Regions from separate parts of the Mus musculus genome. Here region 2 is linked to region 1. A link is a contact called in public Hi-C data. All regions are on one chromosome and are shown on one strand. Each heading gives the region's core, a stretch centred on a gene start, on an enhancer-like site or on the middle of the called end of the contact. The rest is flanking DNA. Distances are from core to core; before and after follow the strand shown.

Region 1 (4,615 bases), core at 1,457-3,956:
AACATACATATAAATGCCTTTGCAGAGGCCCTAATAGAACTGTTAATGAAAATAGTATGGAAAAAAATTAGTCACATTTAGTGAATATAAACAGTGGAACATAAATAGCTGAATAATTTGGCATGAGAAATACCATTAATAACTTGGATGCTTTCTGACAGAGCTGGTGGTCAAGAATACTTAGAACAGAGTTTCCCCATATCAGTTGCTCACAAAGCTGGGTCTACCCCATCTTTCTGTTTCCTTTGGGCAGTGATTCTGAATTCTCAGTTTATTTAAACAATAGAGATAAAACATATTCCCTGCCCCATCATTCTCAGGCTCATCCTGTGTTCATCATTGCTAATTAGACTTGGAATATTACAGTCCAAAGAAGGACGGTAAGAAGGCTTGAAACAGCTTACTAACTTAGTCAAAGGACATCAAGAAGGGGTAGCAGAGAGTCTAAATGTAGGGAAGAGAACTGTGAAAGATGCTTAGTTAGATGGCAAAGGAACCTAGATCTAGATACCTGGGTTCTCCAATTGGCTTATCCTGCTAATGCTGTATCTGTCATGCCCAAATTCCATGTCTTTCTTTTCAACTCTGATTTTTTTCTCACCCTAGTCTCCATCATTACCACCACCACCACTACTACCACCACTACCATCAGCATTTTCTCTGCTTGGCCCCTTCTCTTGTATACCAGTAGGTTACACTCAGCATACTGCCATTTTCTTCACCTTGCTGGACAATACTTTGCACACTGGTGTGTAGTGGGTGCTCAGTAGATAGTCACCAGAATGAGATTTATTTCTTCCCAGAAAGAACATCTCATGGGGAGTGGGAGAGGCCACAGTGGGCAAGATTTGGGGTAAAGCCATGCAGAGTAGGGCTAAGAAAAAGAGCGCTGTGTTCCACTTGTTTCAGAAAGGTCATGCTGGGCAGCACTCTGCCTGACTTTAAATAATGTGTGTTGTTGGAAGGGGTCTAGAAAAAGGTAAGTTTTGCCTGAGGAGGGCCTTTGTTTTCATCTTAAAAAATAATAAGCAACCTTTTCATGGGAAAAAGAAAAAATGACATTGCTTCATATAAAATGTTAAGGCTTAAGAGATTTTAAAAAAATACTGTCTTATTCATATGCATACAGCTGTGCATAGAGTCTTTGGTAGCTTAAATGCAAGAAGAACTCAGGATAACTGAGTTGAAATCCGATGCAATGCCTAATTAAAAATGCAAATTCAAAGTTGCTAGAGCTCTTCCAGCTGAGCAGAGTAAACAGGAGAGGGGAGAAAAGGTGGCATAAAGTCACATAGAGAACTGAAAGGATCCTGTGTGATACAAGAAGCAAGAAGCATAGAGGAGTCTGGTGTCAGAGGAGTAAGGGATGCTGGGCAAGAATCCTTGATGGGGCAGAATCAGAATCAGCTGAGCTTGAGCAGGACTTGAATTTTATTTCCAAGTATTGGACTGCTGCTACTTAGAGGAAATACCCTTGGCAAGTATTACTGAACCCCCACTGTGAATAAGCATGCAATGTATTATCCACTGCCTTTTCTGGGTTACACAGAAGTAGAAGAAAGATGAGAGGCAATCTAGGTTAGTGAGGTGGAGAATTTAACCCAATGTTTTGATGCAAAGACAATGATGCTATGATGAATGCAACCTACTGTACACAACTAAGGAACCAAGAGTTGGTGACAGGGCTTGGGCAGGAGAGTGCTACTGCTGAACAGATAAGATCAGAGTTGAGGACAGACATGAGTTTTCATGCAGTTTGGACATGGCAGATACAACATTAGCAGGACAAGCCAATTGGAGCACAAAGCTGGGTGGACAAGCCAGCTGAAGAATGCAGCTATGTAACGTGCATTCTTGCCTGTTTGTCTCACCCATCCAAACTTCCAACATCTATGTCTGCTCCACAGAAGTAGCTGACTGAGGAGAGGAGTATACAGCTTGCAGAGCATGACATTAAGAGAGACGCCTTCCCTGAGTGGACAGAGTGGAAGGGCATCACACAGACAGGGCTTTTTGTCCTCTGTGCACCAGTGTGAAGATTTAATGCTAAGCACAGAGGCAGTCTGAACAGTGTAGAATAGGGTTGCTTGAAGTCCACGAACTGCTCAGCAAACACTAGACACAAAGCAAGATCTCTTTTTGTTCTGGGTTTTTCTGGGGGATGGTTCGTGAAAACTGGTTAGCTTTTTTTTTTTTCTTAACAAATCTAATATGACCAGCCTTCTGTAATATGTGAGCTTCACATATTACATATTCACTTCATAGCATGCCTATGCCTTATGTACAGCCCAACAGAGGCACTCTTCATATTCGTTGGAATCACCAGGAATGCTGCTGAAATATAAGCCATTAGGACCACCCTAAGACATTTATATTCTTCTGAACTAGTGTGGAGCCCAGGGAACAAGATCTCTTGAAATCCTTCCGGCTAGGCTACAGGCACTGGTTAGCCAAATGGGCTTTTCTTTCATCTTTAAAACATGCCCCAGAGTTCCCCTCCTTTGTGCTTTTATGAATTTCAAGGTTAGAAGCAAAATTCTGTTATGGATGTTCGTCATCTGTATTTGAAAGAAAATAGTAAAAAACGTTGGTAGACGTCTAGTTGGCCGTGCTAGTTTGATCTGCAGGCTCCACAAAGGTGTTGCATCCCTGGAGTCCGTTAGGATCAGTCAAGGGCAGATATGAACGCTGTACTAACAGATACCATGAGAGGGCAGCAGAGAGCTGGCAAGATTTTCTCTACAGGGCAGGGAAATCTGGCTAGGCCGGATGGAGAATTCTTGGCAGATGCAGGAGGAGGAAATGTTTGAACCTTTATGGGGAGCAAAGGATGTAGTTATCTTTGCTCCATAAATATCTTAAATCGGAGTCATTACTCAATTGATAAACTGAGATCAGTGGAGGACTGAACACGGTGGGGTCAGTTTTAAACAGGAGCAATGGACTTATGCTCTGAGATATTGGCGAAAACCTCAAACAGCAAGCCAGTTTGTGAGATGAAGCTGGGTCTTATAACTACTCATGAGACCCATAACCTGAAGAGTCTTTTGCCTAGATTCAAACCCAAATCAAGAGAAAAAAAAATCTTTATCTAAAAGTTGAGCAAGTCTTTGCAACCTAAAAAAACACATGTGAACAGGGTATGGAAAGGAACAGATGAGAGCCAGGATTGCACCGGTGGCTGCTGACATCACTGACAAAGTCTCTATAAAGCTAGTGCCTTCCCCATCGGGAATAGCCATTAGAAGCTCGAGGCAGACACAGGGGTGGTATGTGGCTTGAGGCACACGGGACCTCCTTACTAGATAAACTCAGAACCAGAAATGTAAACTACAGAGATAGCACCACACCCAGAGAGACTATTTCAAGGTAAGCTGGCAAAAGTTTGAGAATTGCACACTGCTTTGTTGCTGGTAGTGTGGGCTTGGTGCTACCTTAGACTGACATTTCCAGATTGTTCCCTGACATCTTGCTGGTGTAGGTGCAGACCTGAGCCTCCACCTCACTTGGGAGCTTATTACAGTGTTGAATCCTTGGGTCCTGCCTCAGACCTACAGAATCAGAATTTGCATTTTAACAAGATCCCCAGGTGATTCATATGCATATTATGCATATTAAAATTTGAAAAGTCCTCTGCTAGAATCCAGTCTGGATAGGATCTGATGCCACTGATGTTATCGAAGATTAATAAGGACACTTTGGAACAGGGAGATAGACATGCTTCAGTAACATTAAGTAGGTATGTTACTAATGTGTATATTTGGGGTATTTTGTTGTTGCTATATCCTATTTTGTTTCTCATAGTTACATACAACATTGACAAACATCTTTTTTCAGAGACCCAGTAGTAGGGAAAGCTGTGTCCTATTTCAGTTTGAAGGAACATGTGGATCAAAATTGGCGTTATTCAAAAAGGATACATGATTTGTTGGAGGTTGTCACTTCTGTGTGCTGACTCCTATCTCCCAAAAGTAGCTTGGTTGCTTCTATTTCTTCTTCTTTTCTATTTAATTAAAAAAAATTTGCATACACTGTGTTCTGATAATGCTTTTCTCCTCCTGTAACTACTCTTCCCAGATCCTCCCTGTCTCCCCACCCATCCAACACCACATCCCCTTTCTCCCTTTCTCATAAAAAATAAAAATAAAAAAGAATGTCCTTCACAGACTCACCTGTTTGATGTTTGTATATTTGGTCCTTAGCTGACGATGCTGTTTCAGAAGGATGTAGAACCTTTAATTGGTGAAGTCTTGCTGGAAAAGGGGAAGCACTGGGTCAGGGTGGGTTTTGAGATCTTACAGCTCAGCACCATTTTCTGCTTGGTCTTTGCTTCCAGACCCTGAAAGCAGTGTGACCATCTGGCCTCCTGACCTGCTGCTAGGCATTCCCTACCACCATGACTATGCCTCCTTAAACTGAAGCTGAAGTAAGCTTTCCCACCTTATGAAGTTTTTTTTTTTCCACAATGACGAGGAGCATAATTAATATGCTAGCTGAATGCCATGTACTTTTAGAGGCCATTAGTACATTGATCACAAGACAGTATATGCTTGTATTCGTTTCTTGTCAATGTTTAAAGATAATGCACCAATTCAGAAGCTTAGAAGAGCACAAC
Region 2 (4,615 bases), core at 1,076-3,575, 920 kb after region 1:
TATATATATATATATATATATATATATATATATATATATATATATATATATATATATTATGTTCCTTACAGCTTAGTTTACAGTATCCTGGACAGAAATATCAGAAATATCCTAGGTACCCATCATCTGAAGAAAAGATAAAGAAGAGATGATAGATGATGTACAGGACAGAAAAGAACTAAATCCTGCCATTTATTGACGCAGAGACTGACATATTATATGAAAAGAGGCAAGCATAGAATGGCGCAAAGCACACGATTTCTCTTATGTGGAATATTGTTATATACCATTTTGATGTTGAGAGTGAATTGGTAGTTATCAAAGATCTGAAGGAGTTTAGGGAAAGGGTAGGGAACATCCCATCAAAAGCAACTAAGCTACACTTACAAAGCAAGACTGTTTGGAGTGCTGTTGCATAGTAGAGTGTCTAGGTAGTATAAAGAACTATATTCCACAATATGACAAGAAAGGATTTTGAAACCTTTATTATAAAGAAGCAATACATGTTTGAAGTGGTAGATGTGCTTAAATTGATATGTAATATATACACATGATTATACATTGTATAGTACTCCTTTAATATTATAAAATATTTTATATATCCATCAAGATTAATTTAATACTCCAAGCAGAAAATGCACCAAAATGGCCCCTGAACTTTATGTGTGGTAACGTAGTTTTATCCTCATAAAAACTTTAGGAGATTCAAATTAATATTCTGTTTTACAGAAAAATGTGAGGCAGAAGTAACTGATCCAAAGTTACAGAACTAGGGAGTGCTGGATTTTTAACTTTGAGGCCATGTGATTTGATTTCAGAATCTAGACTCTGAACAAATTGAACTGTTTAGTTTCAACAACTTGACAAAAACTAGAGTAACCTGTAAGAGAGCGCCTCGGTTGAGCAATTGCCTCCATCAGACTGGCTTGTGCTTGGTGAATATTTGATGTGGGAGGCCCCCGTCTCCTGAGGTGCTGTTACTCTTTTGCAGGTGGTCCTGTATAACAAAGCAGGCTGGACCAGGTGTAGAAAGCAAGACCATAAAGCCCATAAGGAGTGTTCTTTATGTTTCAAGCTGGTGCTTTGGGTTCCTGTATTTGCTTTTCAAATAGACTCTAACCACCAAGCTAAAGCAAACTCTTTTCTCCCCAAGTTGGTTTTGCCAGTGTTTTATAACAGCAACAAAAAGCAGACTGGCATACCACTGTATGAACCCAATCTTCTACAGCTGAGTACTCATTACAATCCTAGAAGCCTAGCAAAATGTAGCCTTTGAGGGGGAGGTGTTGTTGGGGGAATGTTCTAGTTTCATTCTGTTGCTGTTTCAAAATTTCTTGACCGAAATAATCATAAGTGAGGCAACGGTTTAGTCTAATAGTTGTAGATCACAGTTTATTGTTGAGGGAAATCTAGGCAGGATCTTAAAGGCATGCCTGTACATCATTACATTTGACCGAAGAAATCACTCTATAGCCTTAAGTACAGTAGGAACCATTAAGGATGATGCGCTCTAGCTGGATCATGGCTATATTTCTTATATAGAGGAGGACCACCTACCTAGAGATGGTGCTGCCCGTAGTGAGCTGTATCTTCCAGGATCAGTTAGCAGTCATGAAAATCTCCCATAAACATGTCCATAGGCCAGTTTCTTCTAGGTAAGTCTTCAACTGAGGCTGTCTTATAAGATGACTCTAGACTGTTGAGAGTTACAGCTAACCAGGACAGGGGATCTCTGAATGTGAGCTTACCTTCCATATTACCCACATTGAGGACTAGGTAAATAATTACATGTAGGATGCTTTTTATATTTTTTAAATTACAAAGAGAGTGATCTCCAGTTCATGATGTTAAACCACAGGGCATGAAACGAGCTATGGTATCTTTTGAGCACTGGTATGAAGCCCACAATGAGGCCACGTCCTCACATCTCAGAAATCAAACAAAGCCTGGCATCCATAGTAGTAGCAGAACATTTACAACAAGGAAGTTGAAAAGCTATCACACAGACAGAAGTGAAGAGCACACCCGCCACGGAAAGGAATCTGACAACACTAAGACATGTGCTTTTGGGTCTGGGCCAGATCCAGCTGGGTAAGCTCCTTGAAGGTCATGCCTTAAGACTGTGCCTATTGTCTTGCTCTACATTGCCTTTGATTACACTTGGTCTAAACCAGACATTTCCCAAGGAATCTTGGTCACTAGGCATAAAACTGTTTTCATGGGGTTGAAACTTCAACTCCGGAACCAGCTTTGGCCAGTTCTGCGAATAATGTCAGCCTCACTCTATTGTATGGTCACAGTTTCAAAATGAGCACAGCGTGCAGAACTGCTTGACTCATGCAACACTGGGGGGATGGCTGAGAGCAGAGAAGGAAGGGTTGACGTGCTTGCTCCTGGGGCTGCTCAGGCTCGACCCTTAGGATGCCACAAATGGAGCAATGCTGTCTCCGTTCTTTATCACGGTGCCCTGCAAATGTGAGATTTTTTAATGGAAGCTGGATTTGTTTTCCCTGCCACCAACACAAGATGTATGCCAGTTCTCTGAAATGTTCCAAACAGGGCAGGCAGGCAGTCATCTCTCCTCACCAGGACTCGACTCCACCAGTCTCCCAATCCAGTGCTTTCTATGCCTTAAGCCTCACACCTATTTCCTGTATCCACCCCCTCCCCAAGTCACCACTACCCTCATTTGCTCTTTTTCCTGCATCTAGGGTACAAAAGATCGCAGCCATCTCAGAACAGTGTGTCTGAGGTCTGTGTGCTCCAGGCTGCATCTCAATAGGATCCAGGCACATCTGTCTGCACAGTAGGAGGACCGCACTCCAAAGTGCAAAAATAAAACCACAAAAGATCAAAAGAAAAGCATCGTAGGCAAGAAATTACCCTTATCTTTATCTCCACAGAATCCATCAAGCACAAGCATCTGAGAGATGGCAGGCAGCGAGATAACAAAAGAAGAGGCTGGGAGAGAATTAAAAGCAACCTCCCATCATTTGCCCTTCAGCAGGCAAGGTAGGGCCTGAAAGGCCCTAAGAGGGTACCCCACAGTCAGAGCCTTCACTGGGAATGGACCTGAGGAAAATAGATGACCTGCTGGTCATCAAGCCTTCCGGATGACAGCCTTGCAGGCAAGGCTAAAACAGGGAAGCAGTTTCACTTTCTTTGCAGGCAGGTTGGTTGTTTCTTCCCTTGCTTAGCATATGCACACTCTCCTCTTCCTGGGGTTTAAAGTTCTGCTTGGTAAAGTGTGAATAATCTTTATCTCTTTGTCTTGTAACTGTGCCTTCAGATTCCTGCATGTGGGCAAGGCCTGGACCTTCATGCTGACTTAAAAGCAATGTGTCTTTCTGTGTCTCTGCCTCTCCCTCTCTGCCTCTCTGTCTCTCTGCCTCTCTGCCTCTCTGCCTCTCTGCCTCTCTGCCTCTCTGCCTCTCTGCCTCTCTGCCTCTCTGCCTCTCTGCCTCTCTGCCTCTCTGCCTCTCTGCCTCTCTGCCTCTCTGCCTCTCTGCCTCTCTCCCTCTCTCCCTCTCCCCCTCTCTCCCTCTCTCCCTCTCTCCCTCTTACTCTGACAGCAATGTGTTCATAAATCAGCATCCAGACACTTGACTGAGTCAAATATTTATTCCTATATTTAATAGCATTTCTTTGTCAACACCCGAGTAATATTAAATGGAGGATTAGAAAGAGAATCCACCAACCTTTTTCAGAATTCTTTAGAAGATGATAGAACATGATCTGGGTCACTTAGGACCTGAAGTCTTTATAGCATCAAAGTTTCGATTGAATTGAGATAAAGGGATCAAAACTGATAAAGAAGTTTTAGGTCGAAGGTCAACACCATGTCACGATGATACTTAAAATACTTTATTCATATTAAAATGCCTAGAGTCCTGAATCTAGCACACCCCACATTTCTAGGGATCACTTTGGCATCAGCAACTCAAAAAACAAACAAACAAAACAAAAAACAAAAACAAAGCAAACCAGGCAGATCCTGAGAGCATCTGCCTTCTCCCATCAATCACTTTTAAAGCATTCTATTTCCTGGAATACTCAACTTTGTGGCATATGGACTGATTACTGGTTACCATTTTATCATGACTTAATTTTTTCTAAACTATAACAAAATGAGAGAATTGCTGGAAAGGAAGAATGTTTTTGTCATTGTGACAGTTCGCTATCCCTTTCTCTAACTTGTGGAATCAGAGAGAGACTGGAAGAAGGAAATGGAGGCTATCTGCATCTTCATTAAATAATACTGCAATTCCTGGGTTTAAGCTGGCATGTGCATCTCTTTAATGTTCTAATTAAATAATGTTGCAGCAGGCCTTTTGCCTTACTAATGGTGAGCCTTGGCTCACTGTCAAAAGTCTGACAAGAAGAGGGCACTTCAAGACTCCAAGGCCCCCATAGAGCAGTCCTTCCTTTTATGCCCCAGACTGCATTTGGTATGTGACTTGAACATAATGTTTTAGGTTCATTATAAACAGTAGAAAGATGAGCATTTTAACAGCCTTTCTGGTCTATTTCCAAAGATTCACTCTGCATTTTATCTTTTTGCTTAGATACTAGTGTTTATAACCCCAAAGCCACAGCAGGACTCAACTCTAGGACA

What was found. A called contact is a pair of places that touch in the nucleus more often than the background predicts.
Region 2: a contact with region 1 is called in a Hi-C map of the N1E-115 cell line, with 2.8 times the contacts expected there. The contact joins two enhancer-like sites. A contact is called at or near these places in 2 of 484 Hi-C or Micro-C datasets (the N1E-115 cell line and cerebral cortex).

Annotation. Positions count from the first base shown.
Region 1 is chr2:123,309,700-123,314,314 of GRCm38.p6, forward strand. No RefSeq gene overlaps it. Among named protein-coding and RNA genes, the nearest start is that of Gm34430, 380 kb to the left of the region's middle. Within about 2 kb of position 2,707, at least 14 of the 459 cell types and tissues checked have an H3K27ac peak or open chromatin away from gene starts, as enhancers often do. A contact at or near this core is called in the N1E-115 cell line, where this site is marked.
Region 2 is chr2:124,232,681-124,237,295 of GRCm38.p6, forward strand. It overlaps a transcript of Sema6d not described here. Among named protein-coding and RNA genes, the nearest start is that of 4930583P06Rik, 13 kb to the left of the region's middle. Within about 2 kb of position 2,326, at least 36 of the 459 cell types and tissues checked have an H3K27ac peak or open chromatin away from gene starts, as enhancers often do. A contact at or near this core is called in the N1E-115 cell line, where this site is marked.